Regions from separate parts of the Mus musculus genome. Here all the other regions are linked to region 1. The links are chromatin contacts, called in public HiChIP or PLAC-seq and promoter capture Hi-C maps. All regions are on one chromosome and are shown on one strand. The core of a region is the stretch at or near the end of the contact, and the rest is flanking DNA. Distances in the headings are between cores, read along the strand shown.

Region 1 (2,700 bases), core at 9-2,508:
AATCCTTAGTCAAAATGCCCTACAGACTTGCCTACAGCTCAGTCTCCCACGGAGGCATTGTCTCCACTGAGGCTCCCACTCCTCAGATGACTCTAGCTTTTGTCAATTCCACAAAAGAACTAACCAGCATGTATGGATTTATGCTCTTGATTAGGAGAGACTGGGTGTGGCAGTGCCTATGTCTCTGAATCTTGGCTCCTACTTATTGGCCATTAATTTCTAGGAAGGCAATCGACATCTTCGGATCTACAATAGTTTCCCCAGTTTGAAATGTCTAGTATTCCCCTAAAATTTTCTTCAGTTCTCCAGACCACAAACACTCGGTGGTACATATCCTAAATGTGACTTCATAGCAGTCCAAGGAACAGGAGTCTGCAGGTAATGCTTTCCTCTAGGCTCCTCTGCCTTTGGTTTGGGGTGAGGTGCTTCTAATAAAAGTCTGGAGGCTCAGAGGTGTAGAAGTTGAGGCTAGCAACTAGGCCCTAGTATATGACAGGTAGAGATTGCCAGGCACTTTGGACAATCAATGTGAAATTAGTTTAGCAACTAGGATGATGATGATGATGACGACGACTATGATAATGGTTACGGTTAGTGAAAGGGCACTCTGCTCCGAAGAGCTGATATGCAAACGCTAGTTTAATAGAACATAAGCAACCTAGGTTTAAGTTTAATTTAAACCTAAGTTTAAATCCTTGTCCGTAGAGTACACAGTTGTTTCTCTGAGGGAAGCCCCATCTTTGTTATTGAACTTTGTTACTAGTAGCCTGGGCAAAACCGAATCCAGGGTGGAGTGTATTCCTTGTTGCTGCTATTATTACAGCGTGCAAATTAAACGTCAAGGAGGAAAAAAAAAAAAATCCTAGCTGAAGCCTTTAGTTTGTAATACCATATAAAGATATGGATAAATAAAAGCCTTTAAGCATTTAAAAGCATTTTTAAAAAGAGGGCGAACCAGCATTCAATGAAACCTGCAAGTTTAATAATATATGAATTCAAAAAATAAAATATGAACTCAGTTCATTTTGTGGACTTGACGCATGTCGAATAGACTGCAATCAGGCAGTTTCTTCTCAACGCCGTATCTAAAGCGGATGGAGCAGAAAGAATAGAACTAAGACGTTGTTTGCACAACTGGCGTCCCTAACTACAGACCCGCAGGCTCCTAGGTACACCCGGTTCCAAGTGGAAGAGCGGGAGCGGAAGTTCCGGAGTCTGTCCCGCCCCTCCCCACCTGGCGCTGCGTCAGTTCCGGGCCAGCATCAGGGCTAGGGCCGGGTTCCTAGCAGGCTGTTTTTTGGCGCCGAGTCTCAGCATGGCTGCCTCCAGGGTTGAGGGTCCGGGAGCCGCCACTCCTTCGTTTTGTTGACCGCCCCTGGCGTCTGTGCTCTTCTTGTCTTTCCTGAGCTACTCCAGCAGACATGTTCGCTAAGGCCTTTCGGGTCAAGTCCAACACAGCCATCAAGGGCTCGGACAGGTGAGGGAGAGAATACTTTTGCTTAGCCTAGCGAGGCTCCTACACTTGTAGGGCTGCACATAGAGACCCCAGGGAGCCAAGCAGGGGTGTTAGAAACATTTTTGAGGATAAGGTGTGGGGGTGTCTCTTTTTATCTTCCAGCTGGTCTTTTGGACAATAAAGTTGAGTTAGCGTGTACTGGGCTCAAGCTAGGTTTTGTGGGAGATGTAAAATGAGGGAATATAAGTCCTCCATGGAGTTTAGAGTCCATGGGAGAACTCAGATGGTGTACCAAAACTAAAAGTATAGGGGGGGGGGGGGAAACGCCTAAACGATTATTCCTGGCCGGAGAGACTGGTGTCGGAGAGGTCCGTGCCCTGAGGTGGCAGAGCCTAAGAAAGCTGTGGTAAGGAGAGATGTTAACTCTCCTTTTTAAGTCAGTGTCGTAGACACGGATAGCTCCGCAGGGATTTTGGAGCCAGCTTTCTTTAGGTATCATTCTTGGTGCCATAGTAGCCTTTTAATGAGAGGTTGACAGATTGCCAACCAGTCTAAGACAGGAGTGGGGACAGCATGTGAGGTCATCTGTGTTTCCAATGACTTTCTAAAGACTAACTTTGGTTGCTTAGTGAAAATAGGTGTTCCGATGGAATAATATGCCCAGGAGGTCTTGAGAATAATGAATAAGACAGATAATAGGATTTGGAAAAGCTGAGAAGGGGGCATCACGAACCAGGCAGTCTTTCTTCAGTCTTTATGATTTGTATAGTCATTCTGAATGTCTGTATTTATTAATGTGCATCGTGCTGGTGTGCTTTCTGCAGGAGAAAGCTCCGGGCCGATGTGACAGCTGCTTTCCCTGCCCTGGGAACAGATCAGATCTCTGAATTGATACCTGGAAAGGAAGAGCTAAATGTTGTGAAGTTGTATGTTCACAAAGGGGATTCGGTGACTGTGTACACGAGTGGTGGTAACCCCATCCTATTTGAACTGGAGAAAAATTTGTATCCAACAGGTATGGTAACCAGATGAAATGCCCAGACTGCAGCCCTGGTGAAACACGTTATTCTCTGTTGATTTGGTGTGATATTTGTTTTTGTTTTCCCCCATAAACATACCTTTTCAAATGAAATAAACACAGAATTTCCCAATACTATTCCTAAGGATCTTCTGGGACCTAGTGTTTCCAGAATTGACCTTTTCACCGTAAGAGGGATAAGAAACAAACGAAACCCCCGGCCCCC
Region 2 (2,877 bases), core at 248-2,747, 400 kb after region 1:
TGTTGTACTGTGTTGGTTTTTCTTCTAATATTCTAGTTTCTGAAAATGTTTTTTTTTTGTATATTCCAAAATGTACAACTTGAACACAAATTTTATTAGAAAAGTTATACTTAACATAATCATCAACTATTTTCAAGAACAATATTAAACCCAATAATGTGTAACAAGAAACTAATGACTTTGCTATAATCAAATGTTCAACTATCTACAGTGTCTTTTTACAAAGGGGATATCCATGGTTTACAGGCACATTGTATTGAAAAGAAAACTGCAAGAGCAATTTTATACAATTACCATTCTCGAGAAACTGAATCATTACAATAGTAATTACAAGTTGAAAATGGTTTTTACTATAACATCGTTGATCCTCCGATCTGAGACCTTTGGCAATGGTGGGGACTGGGATCCCATTGTGCAATGGTTGCACAGGCTGCACTGCAGGGATGCTCTAGTGACTCTGTCTTGTTCTCCTTGTAGTCGAAGGGAGGGATATTCCCTCCTACTCAGACCCTTCCCAGCACAACACCACTATTAACTTCTGTTCTCAGAGACTTCCCAATGTTGTGTAATAAGCAAAGTTGTTCATTGAAAATATCTGGTGTGGGAATAGAAGGCAGTGGAGACATTTGTCGTTGTATCAAAAGCAAAACATGACACAGCTAAGCTTTGAGATAAAATGTCATCTTACCAGGAAAACAAAATGACACGAATTCCATGTTCACTATGGACTGACATTTTTATAGCCTTCGTTAGATTATCCTGACTTAATTTTTGTAGGTATAGAAAAGAAACTGAGGGACCATAGCAAGTAAGAGAGAGAAGCCAGGCCTATGATCTATCTTTATAAGAAAACGTACATTCTATAAATTTCACCCATTTCAAATGTAGAACTCAATGATTCTTAGCATACTTAGAGAATTTTACAACCCCTAACATAGTCAAATTTCAGGATCTTTCCATCCTGTCAAGAAAGTAGGTCTTCATTAGAAGCTCTGCCACAGTTACCACCTCCCCATGCCCTGGACAACCACTAATCTCTTTCTGTCTCTAGATTTGCCTCTTCTGAACTTTTCTTCCAGTGGCACCATGCATTTTGTAGTCTCCTGCGACAACCTCCTTTGACTTAGCATTCTGTTGTTTCTCTTTATTGTCTGCAGTCTCCTAAAAATCAGTCCTTCCTCCAGCTCCGCTTGCCCAGAGCCCCTTTCCTGCTGAGCCAGCTTCATCCTGTGACCTGAGCAAAGCTGGGGAGGGGCCACTCAGAGCCTGGGACCATTGCTTTCTCCTGGAAGGACAAGGCTCTGCAGATGGCAGACAGTGAATGACATCAGGCTCTGCAGTGACTGGAGCTCGTGGCACCAGCTCTTCATTGTTCTATTTTTATTCTCGTGTTAAGATTTTTCAGAGGGAAGGCTTTACTCAAAAACTGCTTCTCTCTCTAGCTGCTCCTACAACCCCAGGCTGGACTCTGCTGCCACCTGCTGTCCTTTAGCCAGACACTGAACAGGAATAGAGAAGGCTTTGTTCCCGGTGATACAGTTACGTATTGAGTTCTATTCTTGTGCGTGCGTGCGTGCGTGCGTGCGTGCGTGCGTGCGTCTGTCTGTCTGTCTGTCTGTCTGCCTGCCTGCCTGCCTCTGTCTGTCTGTGTGTCTCTCTATATATACATAACATATATATGTATACATATGCCTCTGTTTCTCTATATATACATATATATATTTATATATACATATATAATATATGTCTGTGTGTAAGTCTGTCTCTCCCTGTGTCTGTGTTTATCTCTGTGTGTCTGTGTATGTGTCTGTGTGTAGGTCTGTCTGTCTCTATTTGTCTCTTTCTGTCTCTGTCTGTGTGTCTGTCTCTGTGTGTGTCTCTGTATGTGTTTGTGTGTAGGTCTGTCTCTGTCTCTCTCTGTATCTCTGTCTGTCTCTCTGTGTGTCTGTCTCTCTGTATGTCTGTGTATGTGTTTGTGTGTAGGTCTGTCTCTCTTTGTCTCTCTCTGTGTCTCTGTCTCTCTCACACACACACACAAAGTTTCAATACATGTATATAGTGATATCTTTCTATGAAAAATTAGTTGTGGTGGTTTGAATAGCTATGGCCCCATAGACTCATGTGTTTGAGTGCTTGACCTGTCTTTGGGTTTCCATTTCTGTGAAGACACCATGACCATGGCAACTCTTATAAAGGACAACATTTAATTGGTACTGACTTATGGGTTCTGATATTCAGTCCATAATCGTCATAGCAGGAAGCACAGCAGCATCCAGGCAGACATGATGCTGGAGTAACTGAGAGTTCTATATCTTCATCCATAGGAAGCCAGGAGCAGACTGTCTTCTAAGCAGCTAGGATGAGAATCTCAAAACCCACCCCAACAAGGACGCTCTTACTCCAGCAAAGCAATATCTCCAAATAGTGCCACTCCCTGGGTCAAACATATTCAAACCACTACAAGCCATTAGAAAATGTGGCCTTGGAGGAATTGTGTCACTGTGGAGGCAGGCTTTGAAGTCTCCTATGCTCAAGCTGTACCCAGCATGGTACAGTCTCCTTCTGCTGCCTGTGGATTCTAAGGGGTCTCATAGATGTGGAAGGTGGTAGTGTAGCAGTAGATCTACCTAATCTAGGCGCACAGAATGTATTCATATTAATTGAGTCGTGTTTTCATTGCCAGGGCATATTAGGGATGGAGAGAATTACTGCAACAATTACTACAAGATATAGCACTCTCAGCTGCTCCAGCACCAAGTCGGCCTGCACACTGACATGTTTCCCTCCGCATCTCTCCTCTGAGTCATGGAGATTCCTTTCTCCTCCCCCCTGCATCCTAGCCTGTGCAACTCTAAGGGTCCCGCCCCTCTCCCTTTA
Region 3 (2,711 bases), core at 142-2,641, 490 kb before region 1:
ATACAGCCTCTTGCTATTGCCCTTTGTTATGCCCTAACAGTGAAAGGTAAGTCTCTATTGCTGAAGACACCATACACTTCAGAAACAAGGTCAAGAGATCCCTGAAATGGAACTGATCTGAATGTCCCCTCTCTGGGGACTTAAATGTTACTAGAAGACATTGTGCAAGCTTCCAAAAAAAGGGGAAAGGCAACCAATAGTCCTACCCAGCTCTGATGCCCATGAATGCATCAATGACCAACATGATACAGTAACCCTAAGGGTGTAATAGTGGGACATATTGTTTGAAAGTAACCAGAAACTCTCTAATTGTATTTAAGGCCCATTCAACCATGTCTGTTGCTATAAACCTAGCTAACTAACTACTCAATGCTAGTGAAGTTCCAGTTATTAGAGAATCTACAACTACTAATTTACTAAGCCAGCATAATCTCTAACAACATTCTATAAATATTTATCGTCATACTCACATAGTCTTGAACCCCTCATCAGAAAACACACACACACAAAACAAAAAACAACAACAGAAAAACCCCAACTTCTCTTTGTAACAGAGGCCACCGCAGAAAACTACAACCAATCAAAATGCAGAGTTATGGGTCCCAGTTCTGATGTCTACATCTAAGAAACACTCCTGCACCTGAGAAGAAACTACAGAGGAGGTGGCAGAACGATTGTAGGATCCAAGGGTCCAAGGAATTTACTGTGAAATTGTGTCACCTAGCAACATCAGAAACTGTATCAGAAAAGTCTCACCAACATGACCTCCCAAACATGACCCAAACAAGAACACTGATGAACATACAAAACTAGACAGTGGAATCCCACGAGGCTTTGATTCTACACAAAGAACTATAGGCAACTGAGGAAAGCTGGTAGTAAGAGCTGTGGTATTTCCCATGGAAGATCCACAGCAATTGGTTTCCTAGCGCCAAATTATCAGCCCTGAAAACATACATAAAAGTAACATTATATGGACTGAACAGGTTGTATTTAGGAATAGATGCATGTGATAACAATTAATTTAAAAAAGGAGACTATATTTGAAAGAGAACAAGAAGGGCTGTATGGGAAGATTTGGAGAGAGGAAAAGGAATGGGAAAATGTAATTAAATTGTAATCTCAAAAATAATAAATAGAACACAGAGGAGCACACACTAAAGAACCTGATGACCAGCTTTACCCACAATGCCCCACCCAAGTGCTCAGTAGCCCACTGACCTGCAATAGCAGAGAAAGACTCTGTGGTGGTACTTGGATCTCTACTGTACTAGTTTCTCCCAAGATGAGAGTTGATCATATTATCCTAAAGCTGGCCAGTACTTGCTCCATCAAAAAAGCTTCTGAAGTCTACCCACGCAAGTGATCCTTGCATTCCACCCACACAAGTTTCTGGTTAAGCAGTTGAGTATGACGGACAGGGAGACAGTCTCCTCTGTCCCGGTGAATGATTAACAGACTAGAGCAGCAGTGTTTATTTAATCTCCTTCTCTCCCAGCCCTCATTCTTCATCATGTGTTGGAATTATTTATTTTCTTCTCTGCCAACCATTTCCCCTAAGTTAGAAGGGGACTTGGAATTTGATGCCAGAATTTTCTGTCTTTTCATAATCATAAGAGTTATGCATCACAAAATCCAACCAGCCTAGGAACCTTGAGTTGGAGTTCAGACCCACTCTGACTAAAATGATTCTCTTCCCAGGACTGCAGACCCACTCAGGGACGTTGGATCTGAGGATCTTACTCTTCACTGGTCTCCAGGCATCACCAGGAGCTACAATAGACACAGTATGTGTGTTGTTTATTGAGTTCCTGCTGTGTGCTGACCTGACTGGAACATACTCAGAGCTCCACAGATATTAGCAACTACCACTACCAGGCACCAAAGGATCTCCAGAAGTCAGTCTGACACTCGTCAATATTCAGAAAAATGTAATGAAGAGGCTAATTTATGTGTTTGCGATCACATAAATATACAGATAAAGTCAAGTCCTGAAATGGACCCTTAGTCTGTTAATAATAAGTTTAAAGATTTGTGTGCCCCAAGGATTGCTCTTGGAAAGCACTTCTGGACCAGTGAGATGGCTCTGTGGGTAAATGTGCATGTCATGAAGCCTAAAGACCTGAGTTTTATCCCCAGATTGAACCAATTCGTATATGTTGTCCTCTGACTACCACAAGCATGCCATGCCCCAAATGCCCCTCATATAAATAAATAATTGTAACTCTAAGTAGTAAAAATTAGTTCTTACCAGATGTAGTGTATAATCTTGTAACTGTAGCACTTGGGAGGCTGAGGCAGGAGGATTATGATTTCAAGATTAACCTGGGCTACATAGTAAGATCCTATCTCAGAAACCAAAGGCTGGAAATGCTGTTGGGTGGTAGAGCACTTGTCTGATATGTCCAAAATCCTTGGGTTGGATCAACATAGGGAAAAAAAATTTTTTTGACATCATAATTTATGCTCTGTAATAAACACTAATGGCCTCACAAATTGAGCTCCTCCGTGAAGTTTGACCAAGTTATAAGATTTGGGGTGCACCTTCACTGATAAGCAGAAATTACTGAGAGGAAAATGAGGAGGATATTAGAGGTAAAGAAAGCACAGCCACGTCACAAAGGTAAGAGACTGATTTAATGTGATAAGAGTCCATGTAAAAGCGATCCTATGAAGTCCCGGAAGCTGATTTGGAGGAAATACCGCCCTCA

The links. Promoter capture Hi-C pulls out the DNA fragments that hold promoters and counts their contacts. HiChIP or PLAC-seq counts read pairs in DNA pulled down with a chosen protein or histone mark.
Region 2: a contact with region 1 is called in a promoter capture Hi-C map of hippocampal neurons, with 4 times the contacts expected there. The contact joins the enhancer-like site here to the promoter of Eif2d in region 1. A contact is called at or near these places in 6 of 39 promoter capture datasets (the 3T3-L1 cell line, 3T3-L1-derived adipocytes, the C10 cell line and 3 more), 1 of 15 datasets of contacts at CTCF or cohesin (pro-B cells), 3 of 484 Hi-C or Micro-C datasets (the G1E-ER4 cell line, bone marrow-derived macrophages and regulatory T cells), 4 of 115 datasets of contacts at active chromatin or transcription factors (embryonic stem cells, microglia and pancreatic cancer cells) and 3 of 9 other capture datasets (adipose tissue, liver and macrophages).
Region 3: an HNF4G HiChIP or PLAC-seq map of pancreatic cancer cells shows a contact between it and region 1. The contact joins the promoter of C4bp here to the promoter of Eif2d in region 1. A contact is called at or near these places in 1 of 39 promoter capture datasets (pre-B cells) and 1 of 115 datasets of contacts at active chromatin or transcription factors (pancreatic cancer cells).

What each region holds. Positions count from the first base shown.
Region 1 is chr1:131,151,949-131,154,648 of GRCm38.p6, forward strand. Eif2d (eukaryotic translation initiation factor 2D) reads left to right here and starts at 1,259. Exons shown (of 15, transcript NM_001136070.1): 1 at 1,259-1,477; 2 at 2,281-2,471. The coding sequence starts at 1,422.
Region 2 is chr1:131,553,849-131,556,725 of GRCm38.p6, forward strand. No RefSeq gene overlaps it. Among named protein-coding and RNA genes, the nearest start is that of Fam72a, 27 kb to the left of the region's middle. Within about 2 kb of position 1,498, at least 66 of the 459 cell types and tissues checked have an H3K27ac peak or open chromatin away from gene starts, as enhancers often do. A contact at or near this core is called in bone marrow-derived macrophages, hippocampal neurons, pancreatic cancer cells and 2 more, where this site is marked.
Region 3 is chr1:130,660,227-130,662,937 of GRCm38.p6, forward strand. It overlaps C4bp (complement component 4 binding protein), which reads right to left and starts at 1,392. Exons shown (of 10, transcript NM_007576.3): 1 at 1,222-1,392.